Linked DNA regions of Zea mays: region 1 is linked to region 2. Evidence: chromatin contacts called from public Hi-C data. All regions are on one chromosome and are shown on one strand. The core of a region is the stretch at or near the end of the contact, and the rest is flanking DNA. Distances in the headings are between cores, read along the strand shown. Region 1 holds the start of LOC103656040. Region 2 holds the start of LOC100384716.

Region 1 (3,673 bases), core at 570-3,069, 140 kb after region 2:
CCTTCGCATTACCAGACCATATATCAGATGTGAGTGCAACAGATGACACACTAGATTGCAATAGATCAATCAACACAGTACGACATTGCTTGAAAAACTTAACAAAATCTCTAGTTGTTGTCTGTCTACACACAGAACGGAACCTATGATTATGAGAGCGTCTTATGTAACGTTCAAAAGCAGGATGACCACGAAAACCCAAAGGAAGATCTAAAGTAGCAATCAAACGACATAGTTCAGTATGAGCAGTGGCAACATTGTAATCCCATGAACGCAAAAACCCATCACCATTAAACTGAAGTAAAGATTGTGGCCTACTTGCACGCTCAGCTTTAGATGCACAAGCAATACAATGTCGATGCAAATGACCTGTACCACCCTCAGCAGTTAACTGTGATTTGCAGTAGTGACATTTTGCTGCATTCCTGACTTTCTTACCAGTAACTTGTTTGTAGAGTTGCTCGAAGTCATTCCACACATCAGAGGTGGTTTTCCTACCTCGCTTGTTACCTGTGCCCGAGCTGCTGCCTACAACAGTTGGGCTTGCACTCGGCGTTGGCGTGAATGAAGAACTGCCACAGGCGCCACCTCCATTTCCTTGCGCCATTGCTGACACCGAGGAAGCTCGCGGGCTCGCGACCGAACAGGAGGTGGACTGTCCGTCCGCGCCGTGGCTGACTAGCCGAGAAGGAAATGGAACGTGGCCGACTAACCGAAAATGCGTCGTGGCCGCCCGCACCGGGAAGAGCCGTCGCCGCACCGGGAACGGGAGAGGAAAGCCGACTAGGGAGGGGACTGGACGCGGGGAACTGGAATGTGAGAACGGGAGGGGAGGGGAGGAGATTACTGGCCGCCTGGGAGGTAGAAGGACCGATGGACGATGGTACCTGGCCGGCTGGGGAGGCGGCGCGGCGGCGCGAGAACAAGAGGAGATCGGGTGTCGGCCGCCGTGTGGTTAGGTTTAGGGTTTGGTGACTTGGTCGTTTGGGGAAATGACCAAATGGGTGGGTGCCACTGCCAACCGGCAGCCGCTTTAGGAGACCGTATTAGGAGTGTACGGTCGGTCGGTCGCTGGTGGCTGGTGGCCGTTGGATGGTGGCGCCCGACGTACGGTCGGGCGAATAGGAGTCTTAGGGTTTTTAAGTTTAGTGGGCTTTAGTGTGTCTTGTGTCGTGTGAGGCCAGACACGACTCATACATTGTCTAAACCGGCCCGGGCCCACAAATAGGTTGGGTTGAGCCTAGGCCGTGCCTAGAATTGTGTGTTTTTTTCCGGTCTGTTAGACACAACCCAAATGTACATCTATAACCAGGCGAGGGCGGGACCAACAACCAATCAAACCAATTTATTTTTTTATTCTAAACTGTGTCGGTTTCCAAGCAAAATAGGTACATCTGCATCGTCGGATCAGATCAGAACGAGGCAACAAGATGCGTGGGAGGTGTGGGAGGTTCTGGAGTGTTCCAGTGCAAGCGGATAGCCATTCCAGTCTTCATATCTACGGATCTAAGCCAGAGAGTGAGAAAAAACGAAAAGAAGATCTTCTGGTTCTAATCTCCACCCTCCTCCTACTGTCAGCGCCTTCAGGGAAGGAACGCTGAATGGACGCGAGACGAAGAAGAAGAAGACAGAGTGGAGTTCGGGTATTGGTTATTCTTGCCCAAAACTGATCCATCTTTTACAACGACTAATGCTTTTATCAATTACACGGTTGGGCCCTTAGCGGATCCATTCGGCACCCGAAATCCAGGAACTGGGCTTCCTGGCACGTCGGCCCATCAGTCTGCCAGCCGAGGCTGCCTCTGTTGATGCTTTTCCTGTGTCCACTCCTACAGCCGCATCAGAATCACCCCGAACCTACCTAACCTGATGAGTTCCTCCGCGACCGCGCCGCGTCTGCCTCCCCTCCTCGATACTTGCGTTGCGTGAATTACCAGTACCAGGTATAGTCCTCTTCTTCTTGCGCGGTGGCTGCGCCGCCGTAGTCGTAGTCGGCGCGCCTTGGCCGGACGCCGCAGACACACAGCCTGCCTCACCGGGTAGCGCTGCTGCCAACTGTAGCTAATCTGGTCTTGCTGGTCCCCATCCCTAACACCAAAGAATGCCACCACTTCCTCCCGATTTATCCTGGCACCACCAGCTCGAACACGCCAACACTGCTTCTCCTTCATTCCTGATGGTCAATTTGGCCCGTTGCTAGAAATAGGGCCGGCAGTGTTCTTCGTCCTTCCCCTTCTTCGTTGGAACAAGCAATACTTAACAAGTGAGATCGGCATGGCAACCAACAAGACCATGACGCCCTCAATTTCGGGCTGGGCCGAGCGTTCGTTCGATCGAGATGATATGGCCCAACAATGAACTGCTCTTTACTTTTTATTTCCCTTTTGTCGGAGGAAGCCATGAACGACGGCGTCGCTAGGTCGCCGAGTCGCCGACGCTGTCAACTCCCTGCGGCATCACAATCCATGTCGCTCTAGGCGTGGGCTAAGCATCAAGCGACCCGACGCTCGCCGAATCAACAGCAGCGCCAGCGAAAATCGGACCCTAGCGACGCTCTCCGACCAAACCAAGCAGCGGCGCGGCCACTTCAGCGCTCAGGCAGTGGCTCGGCCACATCCAGGAGAGGGCCAGTGGGGAAGGCGCGGCGCCAAATCGAGGAGGGGTCGCCGCCAGGGCGGCTGGACGGCGCCGGCTCGCCGGCTCCCCGTGGCCAGGCGGCCAGCCGCCTCCGTAGCCGCTCCTGACATCTCTGCGTTGCTGCAACAGCATACGGCTGCATGGCGCACAGCGGCACAAGTACAGCCGCACAGGCACACGAAAGTGAGCGCGCCTCCGCGGTCCCCGTCCACCCCCAGCACCCCCTCTGACGTGCTTGCCGGCGAGTTGCGTACTGGGTGAGGATCGGCTTCTCATCTTTCTCCTCCTTCATGTGATACTACTTCTCCATAGGTAGCAAAAACAATTCCTCCCTATTTGTTCACTGTTTCTGCAGTGTTCTTTTGGCACTTAACTTTTACAAACTTCGGATGATGCTTGGTCATTTTGGCCTTTTGGGTACATTATGGGGGTCAGGTAGGTTTTGGGGTCAGAAAACGGTACACAAATGAAAGCAAATGTGATAAAAGGGTGAATTCATATTGATAAGGAATGTTGTCCAGCACGAGATAGGAGAGATAATGTCACAAAAAATCCTCAAGCTGAAACAAGAATATACTGTCCAGTTCATATGGGTATTACATTAGATCGAGTGACAAGGAATTATTAGGTGTTTGATCTGATTCTTGGACACAATCATGTTCTTCAGCCCTCCGTGCTCCTGGATACTTGCTGATTTTGGATTGTGCTTGTAGCCTCATTTGCCACACCAAAGCTCAACCAGGATGTTCCCGTGGGAGATGGACATTGATGGAGAGTCGAGCAAAACTCTGGGACAGATGGAAGACCTGGTATTGTGCGCCTTCAAAGCTTTTACTTGTGCTTAGTGAACTAGTGGAGTGATAATGCTTTGCTGTTGCTGAATTTCCTTTTCGGTTGTCATGCTAGTGGCTGCTGGTATTGCTATTCGAGTTGCTCAGTGAGAAATGAACTATGAAGCTAAGATGCTATCGTTCTTCCCTATGTTTGGAGCATGTATATATTTTGTTGTTCAATCAGACCATGATTCATTTGTTAT
Region 2 (3,587 bases), core at 127-2,626:
CCATGAAATGAAGAAAGAAAGCCATTCTGCTTCATTTCTCTCCACTTTCTGTGTGACTCGCTTTCTTCTATAGCACCAGTAGTGCTGCCACATTCCGATGGATCGCTGACTTTTGACTGCCCCAATTTCTTGTAAGGGAAGAAAGGGTTAGGCTCTGCTACATCAGGACTATCTACTGTGTTAAGGTCCAACCCAAGACGTGCAACACTCATCCTATTATCAGCACGTTCTGGATCAGATTTAGGTTGTAGTCCTGTCCCGACATTCTCTTTACCACAGGGCAAGCAATCGCTAGCATGCAGCTTCTCCATTGATACTGCATTAGAATCACGGCCTAAGGTCAGACAAGGAGTTTCTGACTGAAGTGTCCCTGTCTGGTGTAATAAAGACACTCTATCTCCAAGTTGTGTGGCACCTTCAGCAGTCAACTGAGGAACATCCATGGTACATGTGTGCAAATGTGCTTCAGGTTGACCCAAAGATTCCAGAACTCCGGCCCTTGGATCTACAGGACGAAGTTATTTGAGCACAGAGTAAAAAACAAATGACTTATCAGACAAAAGAAACAGGCATTTTCCATTTCAAATTCGATTCACAGAGATATTATGAGTTTATGACATGGGCAGTGTGTAACAGTGTTCCAATTCTGCGTATGTAGACTGAGTTGATACTAGTTGAAACTTTAATAAGATGTAGTAGATGTGAATTCTTAGTTACTGTTGGACTGCTAAAAAGAGTGTGATGCAACCAAATTTCGTCTTACTGAGGTGCTGAAGAACACGCATCGGGGCCTAGAGATCTAAGCAGCACTGCGACGAGCAAGCGCAGAGCTGCTTAGAATTCAAGCAACAACGACAGCCCCAACGAACTGACACCAGTTTCTAGTCCAGCCCGTTCCGATTTAAGGTAAAGGCATGTGCATGGGGGCAAGCATGGATCGGGACGACAGCGCGAGAAACATCACGAAGCGGGGTGGCCTCACCTCCCAGTCCAGCGACCGCCAGCCGCCACGCGCTCCCCTCCACTGCTGCCGCGCCGCTGCACGCCCCTCCTCCTCTCCCGTCCAATTCCTGCACGAACAGCGATCAAGACCGCGTCAGCGCATCCGAGGCTCCCAGAGCAAGTACTGAGCGAGCAGGGCGCGAGCGGGCCCACCGACCTCGTGCGGCGGCGCGGCCCTCGATCCGGCGGGATCCGTGGCCCCGCGCGGCCCCGCGAGGTCCATCGGGGAGCCGGCGACAGCGGGCAGAGACGCCGGGGGAGCGGGACGCGGATCCGGGGCTCCGGGCTGCGGGCGCCGTCTAGGGTTTTGGAGCGGAGCGGAGCGGTAGTGAGGGAGGAAGAGACGCGAAGCTCCTGCGCGGTTTTCAAATCGAGATGGATCGGACGGGATTGCGACATTCGCGTGGGGGATTTATAGCTGCGCCTGCGTTTTCTTTTTCTTTGATTTTGAATTCGAGTGGAGGTGGGCGCGGCTGGTTTGGGATGGCGCACGCGCCGCGCGGCTGCGGCGGCCATGTGGGGCCTCCTCTCTGGTCGATTTGTTCGCGTCTCCGTGGCAAAGCGAAGATTTGAATTTGGTGGTGGGAAATGTCTAGGTTTAAATTTTGAATGCTGGGATCTGTAGCCTGGGTGTTGCCCATGTTTGTTTCAGCTTTTTGCAGCTTCTAGCCACTAAGGCTGTCTCCAACAGGCACTAGCCAAAACGGGCAGACATTCAGGCCGTTGGCTTGCCACAGTAATTTAGCTGGCCATCCATACGTCCGTCGTATCCAACGGAGCAGCTAAAATAGCTGGTTCCCAGGGCGAGTGGCCAGAAGCCTCAGAAGTGGGTCCGGATTGTCAGAGACGAAGGGGAGAAAATGGCTGCCGGCTCTGAACCAGCCAATCTAGCTTTTCTCTCTCATCCCCTCTAAAATAGCTGCTCCTTTTGGCTGTGTTGTTGGAACCTGTTTCTAGGCGCTACAGTAGCACCACGGCAGCCATATTGGCTTTGGCTGGCCGTTTGGCTGCTCCGTTGGAGTTAGTCTAAAAGCTGCTGCGGACTGCCAAACACTCAGCTTTTCAGCAACTTCTATAAAATTCGTTTGGATAAAAAATCATTCAAAATCAACATAAACATATAATCGGCTGAGTCGTCACAATAGTAGTAATCCGTCACTTTATAGATCCTGAGTCCTATGAACAACTTTATCTTCCTCCGCACGTAATCCTAATGATACTCAGATTCTATACACAGCCAGATTCTCTACACAGCCAGATTTTCGGAAAAACTGGTCAGAAAAAAGCTGAACCAAACACAGCTCGAGTGAATTTGAATTGTGAGTATGTTAGTTGACCATATGATTTAGCACACTCTTTTGCACCATAGATAATAATATTTGTATAGTAGAGTTTGAAATAAAATTTACAATAGAGAATGAAATAAAAGATCTGCTAAAGATAACCTTACCCATTACACTAAGGTTAGCGCCAACGCAGCCCCTTCCCGCTCACTGTGTCGCACGGAGGGGGCACACTCCAACGGTTTCCTCCCGTGACCCCTTTATCACCAAATCAACCATACATGTGGAGCTCTAATCCCCTTTCCTTGATCAGTGTTTTTAATTATGAAATTAATTATTTTCAAAGTTAATTATTTGATAACAATATGTATTACAGTACTATAAATATTGTAGTATTTTTAGAACTTCAAAAACTGATTTATAAAAGTCAAATAACTCTATTGAAGTGTATGGAAGCTGAATAGATGGAATGGTTGGAGAGGAGATAAAAATAGAGGGAAGGAGGGTGTTTTTAAATGTGAATAGAAAGTACAAATAGGAAAAATGAGAGAGAATGGTTGGAGTTAGCCTAAGATCAACTCCACCAATGGTGTGTATCCAATTATGAATATTGAGACTATAGCTATGGGTAAGGCACCACACGTATCTAACGTAGGAACTTACGGTGTATTGAATATGTGTGATGCCTTAAATTTTTGTTCATTCAAAGATAATAGTTGGATTTCATGCTGGATTGTAAATAGAGCACTTATTCAACATTGGTTGGTTTCCATCCACTTCTTACACTCGAGAACACCCCCTGAGGCTATACAATACACACTCTACTCACTTGCATCATGTAAAAAACGTTTGAGTGTGATTGGAGAGTTTTTTGTGTATTATATGTCTCTACTATACTTAAAGCACCAGTTTCAACGGTCATCTTTTTACAAAAAAGATCCCTACATTTTTCTAAATCAACTCATCATAAAATGTTAAAAAGCGGAGCAGAATGTGGGTTATGTTAAAAAGTGATGCAAGAGGTGGGTTATGTTAATGAAATTGTCTAACCAGTAGAATATCATACTCAAGTGTTTATAATAATGAATATAAATTTGTCGGCGTTTCGACCCCGGGGGGTCCCTGGACCGACGAGTAAAAATTGTCGCTGCGTGTCCCAGCCCAGATGGGTCGGCGCGAGATGGAACACAAGGGGGGAGAACCGCGACTCGTGTTATCCTGCGCCCAGGGCGGATGCGCTTGCAGTAGGGGTTACAAGCGTTCGCGAGGGAGAGAGAGAGAGCGTGCAAGCCTGTTCGTCGG

What was found. Hi-C and Micro-C count contacts between places; a contact is called where the count stands out from the background.
Region 1: a Hi-C map of leaf shows a contact between it and region 2, with 7 times the contacts expected there. The contact joins the promoter of LOC103656040 here to the promoter of LOC100384716 in region 2. A contact is called at or near these places in 7 of 25 Hi-C or Micro-C datasets (bundle sheath, ear, endosperm and 3 more) and 2 of 3 datasets of contacts at active chromatin or transcription factors (leaf and seedling).

What each region holds. Positions count from the first base shown.
Region 1 is chr4:248,048,883-248,052,555 of Zm-B73-REFERENCE-NAM-5.0, forward strand. It overlaps LOC103656040, which reads left to right and starts at 1,820. Exons shown (of 16, transcript XM_020552958.2): 1 at 1,820-1,943; 2 at 2,398-2,894; 3 at 3,351-3,446. The coding sequence starts at 3,381.
Region 2 is chr4:247,906,563-247,910,149 of Zm-B73-REFERENCE-NAM-5.0, forward strand. LOC100384716 reads right to left here and starts at 1,377. Exons shown (of 7, transcript NM_001322319.1): 1 at 1,160-1,377; 2 at 983-1,070; 3 at 1-505. The coding sequence starts at 1,225.